Regions from separate parts of the Sus scrofa genome. Here region 2 is linked to region 1. Evidence: chromatin contacts called from public Hi-C data. All regions are on one chromosome and are shown on one strand. The core of a region is the stretch at or near the end of the contact, and the rest is flanking DNA. Distances in the headings are between cores, read along the strand shown.

What was found. Hi-C and Micro-C count contacts between places; a contact is called where the count stands out from the background.
Region 2: a Hi-C map of alveolar macrophages shows a contact between it and region 1, with 12 times the contacts expected there. The contact joins two enhancer-like sites. A contact is called at or near these places in 3 of 47 Hi-C or Micro-C datasets (alveolar macrophages, embryonic fibroblasts and subcutaneous adipose tissue).

Annotation. Positions count from the first base shown.
Region 1 is chrX:42,748,749-42,752,009 of Sscrofa11.1, reverse strand. No RefSeq gene overlaps it. Among named protein-coding and RNA genes, the nearest start is that of WAS, 24 kb to the left of the region's middle. Within about 2 kb of position 1,504, at least 36 of the 83 cell types and tissues checked have an H3K27ac peak or open chromatin away from gene starts, as enhancers often do. A contact at or near this core is called in alveolar macrophages, where this site is marked.
Region 2 is chrX:45,569,166-45,572,426 of Sscrofa11.1, reverse strand. No RefSeq gene overlaps it. Among named protein-coding and RNA genes, the nearest start is that of MAGED1, 250 kb to the right of the region's middle. Within about 2 kb of position 1,511, at least 70 of the 83 cell types and tissues checked have an H3K27ac peak or open chromatin away from gene starts, as enhancers often do. A contact at or near this core is called in alveolar macrophages, where this site is marked.

The sequences.
Region 1 (3,261 bases), core at 255-2,754:
GCGTCTGCAAACTACACCACAGCTCCCGGCAACGCCGGATCCTTAACCCACTGAGCAAGGGCAGGGACCGAACCCGCAACCTCTTGGTTCCTAGTCGGATTCGTTCACCACTGATCCACCACGGGAACTCCTACATCCTCGCTTTGAGAACCGCCGGCCTCGTGTCTGGGTCCGCAAACTGAGGACAATGAGCCTGGCAGGTGTGTGAGGCCCGGGACCTAAGGGCTCCGTGGCTAGGGACGCTCTCCTCCAAGGTTTTTAGCTTTCCAGCATTTCTCGACAACTTGGGAAAATTGCGGGCATCTAATGTGGGGTTAACTAGTGTGGATTTACCAAGCCTAGGCAGAGTAGAAATGGAATTTTAGAAAGGGTGTCCGATGAGAGTTTGCAGTGTGGTCCTCAAATTTATTTCCGATTCAAAGGAGGCAGGCAAGTACTGCCGCAGTGAGCAGGTTTCCCGCAAACCCTGCAACAAGCAGCTTCCTTTCCAGCAGCCATCAGGCGCCCAGGCGTTTTTTTCAGACGCGAAAGGCGGGTGAAGAGGCCGCGTCGATGAGGGGGTGGGGTGAGGGATGGAGGGCGTCTTGGCATTTCTGGAGCAACATCGCCACCAAGAGGAAAATTTAACAAAGCCTCAAGCCACGTGGGCAAACAGAATGAAGCTTCCATAAAAGAAAGGAATGCTTTGTTGAAATAGAAAATCCAGAAGTCTTGAGAGAGAGATCCCGAAGCCAAGTTGAAGATGATCCCACAGATTATAGATGGGACAATTTGAGCTTCAACAAGTTATTGTCATAACGGGTTGAAATACATGAAATATAAACCAGTTTAAGATCCGCAAACTCCCAGGAGTTCCGGTCATGGCTCGGTGGTTAAGGAACCCGACTAGTATCCATGAGGTTGTGGGTTTGATCCCTGGCCCCGCTCAGTGGGTTAAGGATCCAGTGTTGCCGTGAGCTGTGGTGTAGGTCGCAGACGTGGCTCAGATCTGGATCTGGCATTGCTGTGGCTGTGGTGTAGGTCGGCAGCTGTAGCTCCGATTGGACCCCTAGCCTGGGAACCTCCATATGCCACGGGTGCAGCCCTAAAAAGACCAAAAAAAGAAAAAAAAAAAATCCACAAACTCCTGATACAAATAAAAATAGCTTATTGGTCACCTTGGGAGAATGCTTGGGAAACAACTCTGTATAAAGAAAACTGATAAATACAGCAAAAGAATTAAGCATCTATCTTTTTTCTTTTCTTTCGTCATTTTAGGGCCATACTTGTGACATATGGAAGTTCCCAGGCTTGGGGTCAAATCCCAGCTGTAGTTGCAGCCTACACCACAGCCACAGCAACACTGGTGTTCGACCTACACCAGACTTTGACAACACAAGTCTTCAAACTACACCACAGCTCATGGTAACACTGGATCCCAGACCCACTGAGTGAGGCCAGGGAAGCGAACCCAAACTCACATCCTCATGGGTACTAGTCAGATTTGTTTCCGCTTCACCACAAGGGGAACTCCATCTCTTTCTTTCTTTCTCTTTCTCTTTTGTCTTTTTGGGGCCACACCTACAGCACACCAGTCTTCGACCTACACCCCAGCTCACCACAACACCAGATCCTTAACCCACTGATCGAGGCCAGGGATCGAACCTGCGTCCTCATGGATGCTAGTCAGATTCATTTCCACTGAGCCACAACAAGAAGCCCCCTTCCTTCCTTTCCTCCTTTCTTCTTTCTTTCTTTCTTGGCAGCACCTGCAGCATATGGAAGTTCCTGGGCCAGGGGTTGAATAGGAGCTGCAGCCTATCCCACCCTTAATCCACTGGGTGAGGCCAGGGATGGAACCACATCTTCACAGAGACAACATCGTGTTCTTAACCTGCTGAGTCACAACGGGAACTCCTATCCTGTTTTTCTTATACAAGGCAGCACTGGCGAGGGGGCAGTTCTCCTTTATTATATTTGGGCTAACAAATGAAGAAGGAATAATTACAACATGGTAAATCAGCTATATGTCAATAAAAATTTTAAAAATAAAAAAATAAAAAAAATTAAAAATGAAGAAGGAACGAACAAATAAGAACATTCCCTTTTGAGAGTTCCCTTGTGGCACAGTGGGTTAAGAACCTGGTGTTGTCATTTCAGCAGCTCAGGTCGCTTCTGTGGCACGAGTTTGATCGAACTCCAATAAATATGACAGGAACTCCAATAAATAAACCATTCTGATAGGGGTGGAGTAGGCACAGGTAGTTGTAGAAGTCCCAGTAGAGGATCATAGATAGAGAAGGAAATCTAGGGGGTGCTGGGAGATCATTGTAAGTTCAAACATTGCTGGAAAAAAGGGAGCTCCCATTGTGGCACAGTGGAAACGAATCCAACTAGGAACCATGAGGTTGCGGGTTCAATCCCTGGCCTCGCTCACTGGGTTAAGGATCCGGCGTTGCTGGGAGCTGTTGTGCAGGTTTGAAGACGCGGCTCGGACCCCGTGTGGCTGTGGCTCTGGTGTAGGCCAGTGGCTACAGCTCCGATTGGACCCCTGGCCTGGGAACCTCCATACGCCGCGGGTGAGGCCTTAAAAAGGATGAAAGACAAAAAAAAATATTGCTGAAAAAAGCCATCAGAACGAGGCAGGCTTGCTTGACAAGTGGAGGTATGAGAATTGCCTCAGGTCATTGGGTGGGGCTGGGATGAGGCCTGCATTCAGATTCAGACCTGGGGCAGGAGTTTGGGGACCGCCCTTCTGCTGATTTGAATACACAGCTTACTGGAGACCCAGGAGGAGCTACTACTCCCAGAAAGGAAGAGGCGGTCTTCTCCGACCCCCACTCCCCTCGGAAGAGAAAACTGTAGCCCACCCCATCCTCCTCCGGGCATAGCTTCAGTGCCTGCCCGCTGGCACCTCTCACAAGGGTCCTATCCTAATAAATCTATTTCTTGCCTATCCCTTTGTCTCTTGCTGAATTCCTTCTGCGCAAAGACATGAAGAACCTGAACCTCAAGTGAGTCCAGACACAGGGTGAGGGATTCTAATTTAAAACCATGGGTTCGGAGTTCCCGTCGTGGCGCAGCAGAAACGAATCCACCTAGGAACCATGAGGTTGTGAGTTCGATCCCTGGCCTTGCTCAGTGGGTTGAGGATCCAGCGTTGCCGTGAGCTGTGGTGTAGGTCACAGACACGGCTCCAATCTGGTGTGGCTGTGGCTGTGGTGTAGGCCAGTGGCTACAGCTCCAATTGGACCCCTAGCCTGGGAACCTCCATATACCATG
Region 2 (3,261 bases), core at 262-2,761, 2.8 Mb before region 1:
TTGGAAAATGGGATTTGCGTGGTTAAAGGAGAATGGAGACTGATATTGCTTATGGAGGGCAAGGATGGCCTTGGAGAGGTCCTGCTCACCTCAGTGTCATCAGTTACTCCACTCTGTCTGTCTGGTCCTTTCTTCCTCTGTGCTCCCTCTGGTGTGTGTGTGTGTGTGTGTGTGTGTGGGGTCTCTTTATAGGATGTGAAACATCCTCATTTAAAAGGGAGGACGAGCTGAGGATGCCCCAATGCCCTTGAGCATGGTTTGATGAGGAAGAGCTGGTGGGGATGGTGTGCTGAAATCAGACTCGCTCCTACTCCTCAGACTGCATGGCCACTTCGGTTAACTTACTCTCTCTGGGTGATCTGATCTGATCGTCTAAGCCCCTGAACAGGTTAGGCTTCCTTCCTGGTAAAACCCCTGGCTCTGGACTCAGCCAATTTCCACATTACTGCTTCAGAGACTGAAGCTCCCAGAGGTCTCAGCACCACAGCAGGAACCAAGATCAGATGCAGAAGGCTAAATTCATAAACTCCAGCAGTCTTTTTGCCCATTTTGTAGATGACGGAATGATCCAGAAGAAATGGGAAACGTGACAATTCAGGAAAAAGGAATGATAAGTGCAAAAGCCTACTCCTTGAGAAGGAGAAAGGATGTGGGGCCTAGATGAGGGGCCTAGCCTCAAATGGGATATTGCCACTCTCCCAGAGGGGCAGCAGAGTATACAAGTACAGACTTAGTGCTAGAAAGTGGTGAGAGTTCCTGTCCGATCACTTTTCTATTTATTCTCAGTCATCACTAACTATCATAAGATTGGGTTCTGGTGCTTGTGGAAGGCTTTTGTAGGTAGAGAAGAGAGAAGGTACAGGAGCGGAGGGTGCACAGGGTTTGTCCTTTTGGTGGTACTGCCAGGAGTGTTGGGAGCAGGGAGAAAGAAGCATAGGAAATGAGCTGGGGGGAGACTTTATAGCCCTGGATAGCCTGGGTATGCAGAGGCCTGGTGGACCGTGAGGAAAGCTGCCAAAAGGTTGAATGCTATGAGTGAAGAGACACTAGAGAGAGGAAGCCGGAGGACAAGAGACAGGAATGCTAGAAACAGAAAATCATTGAGGAGCGAGGTCTTTCCAGATTACTGGAAAAGCAAGCATGGCCCTTGGCAGGAGGATGCTCCGGTAGGGAGGAGTGGAACATTGCTGAGGAGGTAGAGCCTCGCGGGGTGACTGAGTGAGCCTCGTGGGCCCTGAGATCGCCAGGATGGATCAGAAGAGTGAGGGCTGAGAGGAGCACAGTGAGTATTCCACCGGGGGCGAGCGCGTTCACAGCCCAGGGATGGGCGAGAGAAGAATGACCAGGGGACAGCACGCGGGGCGTCTGGGGAAGTTGGCAACAGGACCCAAACACCGCCGGTTTGGCCCCTTAGCCGACAGGTCCAGGAGAAAACTTACAGCGGAATAGGGCAGGGAGACTGGCACCGACCTCACTGGGCTCCCGAGCGCAGGCTCAAAACCCACCAATCGGAGCGTAGCCTCCGGTCTTGCGTCCTTCCGGGACGCCGGGACTTCTTGCCATTGTTGCTATGGTTCTAGGGGCGGGACTAGGGACCCGCTTCTGTGCTTAGGACAGTTCTGCGGGTTCGTTTCTCTTTTGCGGTCCTCATCCGCATCCCTCTTGGCTTCGGCATCTAAGACCAGCAGGGCTCTGCGAGGAAAACCAACGGAAAAGATGAATTTCCCTCCGGGACTCGTGGCAGTTAGTCTTTTTTGACCCTAGATGGCAGTGTTGCACCGTGCAGCTGCCTTACCCTCCTTCTCCCCCTCCCCTTGTACTTTAAAAAAACGGCAAGGAGCTTTTTCCGCAAAAAAGTCGGCTTCTTTAGGCGAAGGCGCGGGCCAGCCCGAAGGCAGAATCTGCTCCCTCTACTGGGGGTCCCTTTGAAAAACTCACAGCCTGGGGACAAACCCCTTTTGATTTTCAGGTTGACCTTTCTCCTGAGGAGCTGCCTAGGTTCCTAAGCAACTTGTGTTTCTGCTTCCCTGAATGGTTTTGGTATGGGCTTACCCTGGGTTTATGGACCTGGGTTTAATATATGATGAAATATATTCTCTCGTTATTAAAGTCATTGAATCTCAATGTAGAAAATTTGGAATACAGATAAAGTGTAATAAAGAAAGCTAATCTTATCCATAATCCTATTTCCTGGTGATGGCCATGAATAAATTCGTGATAAATTACCTTAGAGGTTTTTCATTCATAAAGGTGAACTTTAAACACGAGAGTCATACTGCATACTGACTTGAACATTTTACTTTTTAAACTCAGAATTTTAGCATGTTTCTCCATCTTAAAAATCATTTGAGAAAGACTTTGAAAAATGTTATTCACTTCCTAAAATAATACTTCAGTCTAAAAGAATGAGAAAACTAATACCTGAGACGAAAAGCAGAAATACCTTGTGACCTCTATCTCAAAGTAAAGTATCATAATGTAACTTTCCTAAGGACAGGATCTATATTTTTTTTGCTTTGTATTTGCTCACCATTTTATTTGCAACACATCAACAAAATAGTGCTTTGCAGTGTGTTCTCAATATGTATTTGTCGATTAAATGAACAAGTATCTGATATCTTCCCTCTGCTTTTCTTTGTAAATATAACATCTTTTTATAATGCTGGAAGGGTGCTCTATGAATAGTTTCTTACATTGCTTCTATTTCCTTACATTTAGCACTTTATTTTAGGAAATATTATTACACTTTAAAAACAGTTTTGTAGGCGGTTTTACCCCCTTCCCCAGAGTCTTTTTTTCATTCCTGTACTGGGGGCAGGGAAGCATCCTGCAAACCAGTGTGCAATATAGTCTGACAGACATGGGGCCTGAACATAGGGACCCTCTTTGAGGAGCCCTGAGACCCTTGACAGTAGACTCTTCCTCTGTGTTTCAGGTTCCACAGGTATAAAATGAGGGCAGTCTGCTTCATGGGTTGTAGCCAGAATCAATTACCCAATAGGTTCTTAGCTTGGCATTTATAGCTATCATGTTATTACGTTTGTGCTCTCCTCAGTATTTTTTTATTTTTTTTATTTTTTAATTTTTTTATTTTCCCACTGTACAGCAAGGGGGTCAGGTTATCCTTACATGTATACATTACAATTACAGTTTTTCCCCCACTATTCCTTCTGTTGCAACATGAGTATCTAGACATAGTTCTCAATGCTATTCAGCAGGATCTCCTTGTAAATCTATTCTAGGTTGTGTCTGATAAGCCCA